Regions from separate parts of the Gossypium raimondii genome. Here region 1 is linked to region 2. Evidence: chromatin contacts called from public Hi-C data. All regions are on one chromosome and are shown on one strand. Each heading gives the region's core, a stretch centred on a gene start, on an enhancer-like site or on the middle of the called end of the contact. The rest is flanking DNA. Distances are from core to core; before and after follow the strand shown. Region 1 holds the start of LOC105798548 (short-chain dehydrogenase TIC 32, chloroplastic). Region 2 holds the start of LOC105798541 (tubulin beta-8 chain).

Region 1 (4,887 bases), core at 1,983-4,482, 230 kb before region 2:
TTCATTCAAATTTGAGATTTAATTTCTATACTTTAATTTTGACATACTTTATTAGTCTAAATACTTTACTATTTACAATAAAATGTATGAGCCTCACCTCAGTGATAGGGGAGGAACTTGCAGATATTGGGATTCGAACCCCAAACCAGCAGAATACCACCTGTTATGGATGGTTGCATGAACCAACCGAGTATTGTTTTCGATCTTTCTATTCAAATAGCATGAGGTCCTTGAGCTTAAACCCAAACCCTCCAATTTCCAGCATGAAAGACTATCAAATATTTTTAAAGTACATAGTAAGAATGATAGATCGAAGGCTATATGCTACGATTAGTTGCCAGTGCATGATCATTGGTAATGCTATGCAAAAGGAGATTACCTGCTGAACATTTTTTAGTGCAATCTTACCAAAGATATTAACAAGACCTGCATCAAGACCGAAACAAACGTGAGAATGAGATGCATGCTGCATATAATGCAGCGATGTTAATAATGTAGAGAGTTCCTTTTTTTTCTTTTCTTTGTAGGTAGCAAATGTACAATTATAACTAAGGAATTATAGTCATAAAATCAAACACTAAAATGTTACCACTAATAGGACCCATATGACGGAATAGATTGGTGACGATTGCTCCTGGGTGAAGTGAATTTGCAGTTATATCCACTCCATCTACCTGTTCAATCAATTAGAGAACATCATTATGCAAAGTGTGCTTTGTAAGACAGATTATAAAAATCATATTGACTACTGAGCATCAAGAAAAACTTCTAAATAAAATGTTTGATCTGCTTCAAAAGGGACTTCAGCTACACAAAATATAGACAGACAAGTGGAGGCAAGCTGAAGAATGAAACAGAAAATGGCAACAACTGAGATATGGCAATCCTTGTATGGGTGTTGTGTCCCATATTTAAAAAATAAAATAAAATTGTGCCAACTGTGTAAACATAAACATAACAGGGATTATTATAACGATACATATATAAAAGTGCATGTCGTATTTATTACATAGCTCGAGTTTATAAAACATTCATGTTTATGCCGTACTTTCATGTTGTGTACAAAATTGTAACGCTCCTCTAATAGACAGTCAAGGACCAAGTTCAGCTTCCTCCACCTTAAACTAATTCAAATGTACCAAAAAGGCCTCAGACACCAGAAACTTTACTACTGATCAAAATCTTCGATGCCGTAGAAAAGATCACATACCTTTAGGCTTTTAGCTAGTTCATTAGCATGCAGAACATTTGCAAGTTTTGATTGGCCATATGCAGCAAAATTGCTGTACCTGTACATTACCAAATTGAAAAGAAAAAAAAAAAAAAAGCAATGACAAAAGATAATTTTATTCTGCTTAATGGAAGTTACCCGATAGCTGTATCTTAGAATAAGCATAAACACATTTCACTTTTCTTTAATATCAAACAAGTAATGCTAAACGACATTGATAGTAGAATATCATTATAAGAACCATTACACATATGTTAACTAAGGAAAAGTCATCATGTCAAAGTTTAAGAGATAATAGTCAATTTCTTCTTCCGGAACAAAACATGTATTTTTCCCAAGAAGACATTGAAATTTGCTTTTCCTCAGAATCTCTAATTAGAGAATAAGGGCATAACTGAATGCATTTTAGAGAGGGTTTATGGTGTTACCCCGATTGATCATTAATCTTGTCAAATTGAATTCCTTCCTTATAAGTGTAACGGTGAGCTTCTGATGAGACATTTATAATTCTTCCCTCTCTTTTGCTTGTCCGTGCAGCTTTCTTCATAGTGTCCAGCAAGAGATTTGTCAAAAGAAAATGACCTGTTTTTGTAAAAAAAAGTTATACAACAAAGCTTTAACAATGGCCTAGTTTCTGTTTCTTTCCTCCCCTTTCCTGAAGCAATTAACCATAACCAAACTCTATGCAACAGAAAACATGAACAATAGGTTGCAAAACAAGCTATGTTTAGATTTAGAGTTCAGAGAGAGGAAAACGAGATGGAAAAAACTATTTTTATACCTAGATGTTCTAAATTCACCATCACTATGAAAATGGGCTGCTTCCATAAAGTAAACACTGGAAAAGATTATCCATTTCTATTACAGAGTTGTATGTTCAAGCTTCAAAATGTCAAGAAGAGAATGCCATTGGGATCAGGTTTATGCTAACATACCTATGTGATTGGTTGCAAACTGTAGTTCTATATTGTCCTTTGAAAGCATGAAAGGAGTTGCCATAATTCCTGCATTATTACTGACAGCAAAGAAAACAAGTTTTATAATCTTCTTTAAATGATTGCCTAAGAAGACTATTGCAGGAGTTGTTTAATCATGTATACATCGGTAAGCAGACTGGGATTTGGAGATTGATGTCACAAATAGCAGATTTAACAAGCAGATGACTATAAACTTAGTCACTACACTGGCTGGGAATTGATATATAAAAGGCTGCCCACTCTCATTGTCTACTTACATAAGGAGATTCAGAGGGTGACCTGAGGAGCTGAAATCTGCTGCAAATTTCCTCACAGATGCCATTGAACTGAGATCTAATTCCATTGTATCAACTTTAGCTGTTGGAATTTCCTTCACAATTGCTTCTTTAACATCTCTACCAGCAGCCACATTCCTGACCCCCATAATTACATGAACACCACGCAGAGCAAGAACACGTGCGGTTTCAGTGCCAATACCACTGGATGCTCCTATAATTACGTTCACCATGAAAGAGAAACTATGCTTGTTAGAAACATAAGAAAACGATTGAACCAAACATAAGAACAGAAACCATAAAATTTCTACTTCTCATATTCTCTATCAACATAAAATATGCATCCAAATGTCAAAGACTCAAAACAGAATCATCAGGAGAAAAACAAACTGTAAGAAAATTACATTACATGCGAGAAACAAGAACATAGCAAAATAGTTTCCTCACTGCATGCGAAATTTAAAAAGTCGACAAACCTGTAACAATGGCAGTGAGACCAGTGCCATCGATCCCCTGTGTAACTTCCTCAGCTGTGGAAGATGACGAAAACCCGGATGGCCCTTTTCTGCCAAACAGCCACATGTTTGTAAATAACAGATACCCTTTACCTGTATGCAATAAGGGTCATTCACAAACTCCAAGGACTCTTCGACTGTGATTTTAAAGACAGATTTGAAGTAGGAAATGAGTACGAGGAATGAGGGTCACACAGCCTTGAAGAGAGTGAGTTGTGAAGTCAGTATTTTGCCAAGCCAACCTGACGTACATTATCTAGACCCTACAACAATAGTTGCAAAATCATCATAAACGGCTGCGTTTCGGGGTGAACGTACTTATCCATCGTGAAATTAGCTTAATGAAAATATAAAAGCTTTTCCCATTGCATCGTGAAGCCTTAACTGAATATTGAGGAGTATTGGGGTCTACCTGTTCACACGTACGCACTATCAGCATTAAGACTAGCTCGAAATTTGAGAGAGTAGAAAATAAAACTATTAAAGTTTAGATAAAAAAAAATTAAACTCATTTAAAAAATAAGTTAAACTCAAACATTCAAAATCTAAGTTTGGTTTAATCCATTTTCAAGTTCATAATATTTTATATATGTATTATGTAACTTATAAGTTATAAAAAATAAATTTATACTAAATATATAATATTAGTCTAATGTAAACATTAAAATAATATTAAGATGACTATATAAAAAATTTAATAAATTAAAATATTAAATTAAAATAACATAATTTTTTAAAAATTAAAAATATAATATCATGGACCTAAAATAGACTTAGATTAATCTTTTGCAAGTATTGGCGTGCTTTAACAAAATTTTAAACCCATATTTTAAATCGAGTCGAAATAAATTTAAACAAATATGAAATATATTAATATCATATTTAAATTTGACCTAAATCTGACCAGACCAACTTATAAACACCTAATATTAGGTAATTTACAACTCAATAATGTAATGATTTTGTTGTCTTTTACTTTGTTAAAGAAAGAAAATGTCTCAGCCCCATAATAACTAATAATTAGAATAATAATAAAATATTAAAAAAAAGCATTGAACATCTTTTTAAATCGGTTTATATAGAGTTCTTTTACTTCACTAGTCGTGGATATAATAATATCTGCTGCCTTTAATGCAGTTTTATTATTTTAAGCAGTGAAGCAAGTGCTAATTTTGTGTGGTAAGTCATCTATTCAAGTATAAATACTATGTATGGTTTTGTCAATTTTCAAATTCGACAAATCAGTCCTTAAAAAAATAATTTAGTCTTTATATATATTGAAAGTGAGTAAATAAGAAAATTCAATAATGGTCTTAATTGGTTTCATTAATATCTGATAAAAATAATTAATTTATTCTTTATATTTTTCTTACTTGTGCGTTCATGTGTATTTATTTAAATATGTTTTATTTAATTATTTCTTTCAATAATTTTCAAAATTGTATTTGGTAAGCATTTTGTAAATATAAAGAATTAGTAATTTGGATAAAATTAAGTTAGTTTTCAAAACAATTGTTAACTTATTTAATTAGTAATGTAGAAAGCAGTGAAAAACAAAGTTATTCCAATTTATTTTTGAAAGGAAAATTATCCCAATTTGTTTTTAAAATGATATGCTTTGGCAAATAAATTATTTTATTGACTCTTCCCACCATATTATCTATGATCATTTTTCAATTATTTAATGATATTTTAGAATTTTTTTTCCATTTCATTAACACATAATTTTGGTAATTTTTTTATTATAAACCTCAAACCCTGAACATAACCACCGAACTCCAAACTATGAACCTAAACCTTAAACTCAAACCAAAACCCCAAACTTTAAATCTGAATCTCGAAGTTGAACTCTAAACCCTAAACCATAAGAGTTTAGAGTTTAAGATTTA
Region 2 (5,186 bases), core at 924-3,423:
ATTTTTATAATAGTAAAAATATAATTTTACCATTTTAATAGCTTATATCTTTATAATTTTTAAAAATTAAATCAAAATTTTATCATTTTTAGGGGCTAAAGTGTAATTTTATTATTACTAATTTAAAATTTTATAAATGATAAAAGAGCCTAAATAAAAAAAATTCTATTTTAGGGGAGCCTAACCCTTGCTAGACCCCCTGACTTTGTCTCTGCTATCTTTCCCTTGACTCTGCCCCTGCTATTCTTAAATATGTCACCTATGATTATTTCTAAAGACCTTATAATATATATATATATATATATATATATGATTTCTTGATAAAGTTGATGTTATGAGTCAATTCAGTATTAATTTAATTAGATAATTATTTAAAAGATCAATTTTATAAATTAAATTATATTAATATGAGAATATTTTTATCTTTTAATTTAAAAATTATAAAGAATGAGATTTATACTTAAAACATTGTAATTTGAAAGCGTTTTAGAGTTGGTGTCATTAGTTCGGGCACCAACTCGGTTAGAGAAATTATAAAATGTCCTTCCATAATTGAAATAAGTTATATTACTCATGTGTATTTTATAATTTTCATTTCAACAAAAACCAATAAAAATATGCATATGGTAGGAGATTTGAAGCTACCCCAATTAGATTAATAGAATTTTAAATTTACCACTCAACTAAAACTTCATTTTGATATATTGTATACATATTTATTTTAATATGCACAATTTATTATTTTCATAATTTGTATATCTATACTTACTATTAATAAAATTCTTGAGTATGTTAATGTCACAAATTACGGACACAAATTTGATTAGAGAAATTACAAAATGACCTTCTATATTAAAATAAATTATATTATTTGAGGTTATTTTAGTCTTTTTAATTTTAAAAATAAAAATATGCATATGGTAGGATTTGAACCCACACCAATTTACTATGCATAATAATTTTCTTACATTTTCATTTTAATATGCATAATTTACTACTTTCATCAATTATATGTTTAAATTTCGTTTTACTTACAATTTAATTTAATTTTGTCCATTTTACTTATAATTTATTATATGTTATTTTTAAATACATCTCTATATTCTAAATATGTGGTTTTTGCATATATATACATGTATGTGATAGAATTTCTAGTATTAATAGTGTTGTTCATTAAGTTGATGTCACAAACCAACTCGAGATTAACTCATAATTGATGACAAAAACTTGATAAATAATTGTAGTGCATTTAGTACTTTTTATTTGATGTATTTATGTGTTTAAATTTTTACTTATAATTTAATTTAAATTTTTATTTTAATATCATACATATTTTATATGTATTATTTATTTTATATTAATTTTAAATATACGTTTATATTTTACATTTGTAATTGTTTCAGTAATAAGTGTCTGATAAAATTTCAAGTATCTTTTAGACAAATATCTTTATAAGGAAAAAAAAAAAGAAAAAGGAAAACCCCGAACACGCCTAAACCTGTCCATGGCGGCCCGGCCCGACGGCCTGCCCGAAATATGAGAGGGTTCGGGTAAAAATATAGTCCCGAAATATGGGCTTGGGCAAAAAATGAGGCCCGTTTAAAAAATGGGCCGGGCTCGGGTTCAACTTTTTTTGGCCCGGGCCCAGCCCGGCCCGACCGAATATAATAAATATATATTTTTTATTTTTATTTTTTAATTTTAAAATACTTTTAAAATATTTTTATTTTTATTTTTTTTATTTTTAAAATATTTTTTTGTATTTATTAAAAATCGGGCCGGGCCTGGGCAAAATTTCAGGCCCATATTTACCCGGCCCATGGACAGCTCTAAACATGCCCTTCGCCTCGACGGTAGCCAAAGTAGCAGTCACATGGATCTCTCCCAAAATCACGTGGTTACAATCTCCACCCTCACGCTCACGCACAATAAAAGCATCTGAAGACTCACACTCGCATGATGGCATGATGAAAATCGCGCGTCATGTTCAACCCTATCAACTACGCGTAAAGATTTCGTTTTCATTTAAACCCAGGGGTTTATTCCTTTTTCCCGAAATTTTCAAAATTCGAAATATCCCCCTTTATTAAGCTTAATGGCCTCGTCAGCCGTCACCCAACTCCGTCAACCCTAACGGCAAGCACCACCTTCTGTCATCTCCTCCCTATATAATTCTTCTGTTTCCGTCTTTCATTTAGGAAAAAAAAAAAAAACCCTCACTGAAAATTCATTTTCTTTGGACTTTACTCTCCGAAATCCGAGTCCTAGGAAAGATGCGTGAGATTCTTCATATTCAGGGAGGGCAGTGCGGCAACCAGATCGGTGCCAAGTTTTGGGAGGTGGTTTGCGCAGAGCACGGCATAGATTCAACGGGACGCTATCAAGGAGACAATGATTTGCAGCTGGAGCGCGTTAACGTTTACTACAATGAAGCGAGTTGCGGGAGGTTCGTTCCACGAGCCGTCCTTATGGACTTGGAGCCTGGCACTATGGATAGTGTTAGATCCGGGCCGTACGGGCAGATTTTCAGGCCTGACAACTTCGTTTTCGGCCAGTCCGGTGCAGGGAATAACTGGGCCAAGGGTCATTACACGGAAGGGGCTGAGTTGATCGACTCAGTGCTAGATGTGGTGAGGAAAGAAGCCGAAAACTGTGACTGCTTGCAAGGTAACGTGTGTTTTTATAATTTTAAGCATGCTTTATTTTTTGGTTTGGATTTTTCAAGTTTAGAGTTAGATTAGCCGGTACAAGAAGGATTTGTTGGCTTCACTTTTTCTAACTGTTGGTTTAAACTCATATGTGGTTCTTTTATGTTACTTTCACCATGGATCTGACAATTTAGGAAGGTTTTATGTGCTTGTTTAATGTGAATTTTCAACTTACTAGCAAATTTCAAGTTTCGGAAGGAAGATTCTCTATTTGGTTGCTCAAATAAATCTAAATCATTCTTAATTCGAATATTATGCTTTTTAGGTGTGATTTAAAAATTTTGCGGAATCTATGATCTAGCTTTAGATTGGAATTTGCCTTCTTCTATTTCCTCACATCTAAGGATTTGACAATCATTTTCTAACATTTCAGGATTTCAAGTATGCCATTCATTGGGAGGAGGAACTGGATCGGGCATGGGAACACTTTTGATTTCCAAGATCCGAGAAGAATACCCAGACCGAATGATGCTCACTTTCTCTGTGTTCCCTTCCCCTAAGGTGTCTGACACTGTTGTCGAACCTTACAATGCTACTCTCTCTGTTCACCAGCTTGTTGAGAATGCAGATGAATGTATGGTTTTGGACAATGAAGCTTTATATGATATTTGCTTCCGTACACTGAAGCTCACTACTCCAAGCTGTACGTCAATCTTTTTCACGTTGCTGTTATTTCATATTTCAACTGTAAAAGGTCTGTTGATGTCATTTGTTCATCCTGATTGAATGCAGTTGGAGACTTGAACCACTTGATTTCAGCCACCATGAGTGGTGTGACATGCTGCCTTCGTTTCCCTGGTCAATTAAACTCAGATCTACGCAAGCTTGCCGTCAATCTCATTCCATTCCCTCGCCTGCATTTCTTTATGGTTGGCTTTGCTCCACTTACTTCTCGAGGGTCACAGCAATACAGGGCTCTTACTGTTCCCGAGCTCACTCAACAAATGTGGGATGCCAAAAACATGATGTGTGCTGCTGATCCTCGCCATGGGCGATACTTGACTGCTTCAGCCATGTTCCGTGGCAAGATGAGCACCAAGGAAGTTGATGAACAAATGATTAATGTCCAGAATAAGAACTCATCTTACTTTGTGGAGTGGATCCCCAATAATGTGAAGTCTACTGTTTGTGATATTCCTCCAATAGGCTTGAAGATGGCCTCAACGTTCATTGGAAACTCGACATCTATTCAGGAAATGTTCCGGAGAGTAAGTGAGCAGTTCACTGCCATGTTTCGCAGGAAGGCTTTCTTGCACTGGTATACTGGGGAGGGAATGGATGAGATGGAGTTTACGGAGGCTGAGAGCAACATGAACGATCTGGTTTCAGAGTACCAACAATATCAAGATGCAACAGCTGATGAGGAGTATGATTATGAGGAGGAGGAGGATGCGGAGGAGGATCTCCAGGAATAGTAGTAGTGTGTGTTTCTTACTGTTTGCTTTCTTAACGTTTTGGAATTTTTTTTTTCTGTTCTTTCAACCTGAATTCCTGGTTTGGGTGTTAGAAATGTGGTTTCCTGGCTTATGTTTTTTTGTTTACGAACATCTTTACATCAGTAGATAGATACTAGACTCGTACGGATGCATATGGTTTTGTATGGGATATTGCTTTTTGGTAACTATGTAATTTGGTACTATAAATATATTAGAAATCACTCTTAAGTTATGGTGATGTAGAGAGGGAGAGTGAAGTCACCCATCCCATCTCATTTTTGTGTGATCTTCTGTAACTCGCATTGAGAGAAACAGTGATTTGCCAAATTTTGATCCTTTTTCATGGGAACGATTGCACAATTAATCCGTAAGCATCCGGTAGATATCATTACAGGATTTCATAAACCATAATCGCCAAGAGCTCAAGTTATTTTATTAGTTAATAGTTCTGATTTGGTCCGTTTTATGATTAATGATTTTATAAAATATTGGATATTAGGATCAAGCCAACAAACAAGAAAAAGTGGATATATTAAATAAATAATATACTTTTATTCTTTCGAAAAATCCTATCACATGATTCTTTCTTGAAATATGGGGGACGTACTTTTTCAGATGGCCTCTTTTCACTTCGTTATTGTTGAGGCTTTGGGGAAACTGAAGTCTCTTCGGTTGAGGATAGGTTTGGGTTAATTTGAAGTTTCGTACAAAGAAATTTAGGTCCTCGGGTTTATATTCAATACTTAAAAATTTCGCCTTTTGTTATGTAATAGATTAAGGACAAAATACCAAAAAAAACAGTTTTTTTTTAAATTTACTAAAATAGGCCCGGTATTTTATTATTTACCGGAATGATTTCTTTTCTCCTAAATCGTGTCCACGTCAGCGCGATGTCAGGAGACGTGTCAGCAAATTGCGTCCACCTTAGCGCGCTTTGCTGACGTGGATGTAATTTGCTACCACGTAGTGCGCCCCTGGAGACGCGATTTGCCCCGCTTGTGAACAGTGCAACGGTCGCTTTTTTTACCGTTGCCCCCCCAAC

The links. A called contact is a pair of places that touch in the nucleus more often than the background predicts.
Region 1: a contact with region 2 is called in a Hi-C map of leaf, with 4 times the contacts expected there. The contact joins the promoter of LOC105798548 here to the promoter of LOC105798541 in region 2. A contact is called at or near these places in 2 of 2 Hi-C or Micro-C datasets (both in leaf).

What each region holds. Positions count from the first base shown.
Region 1 is chr9:17,018,267-17,023,153 of ASM2569854v1, reverse strand. LOC105798548 (short-chain dehydrogenase TIC 32, chloroplastic) reads right to left here and starts at 3,232. Exons shown (of 7, transcript XM_052621477.1): 1 at 2,960-3,232; 2 at 2,488-2,697; 3 at 1,660-1,813; 4 at 1,211-1,289; 5 at 590-674; 6 at 380-426. The coding sequence starts at 3,065.
Region 2 is chr9:16,782,015-16,787,200 of ASM2569854v1, reverse strand. LOC105798541 (tubulin beta-8 chain) reads left to right here and starts at 2,173. Exons shown (of 3, transcript XM_012628653.2): 1 at 2,173-2,667; 2 at 3,082-3,351; 3 at 3,441-4,376. The coding sequence starts at 2,274. The coding sequence ends at 4,123. It overlaps LOC105797501, which reads right to left and starts at 1,966. Exons shown (of 8, transcript XM_012627460.1): 1 at 1,813-1,966. The coding sequence starts at 1,966.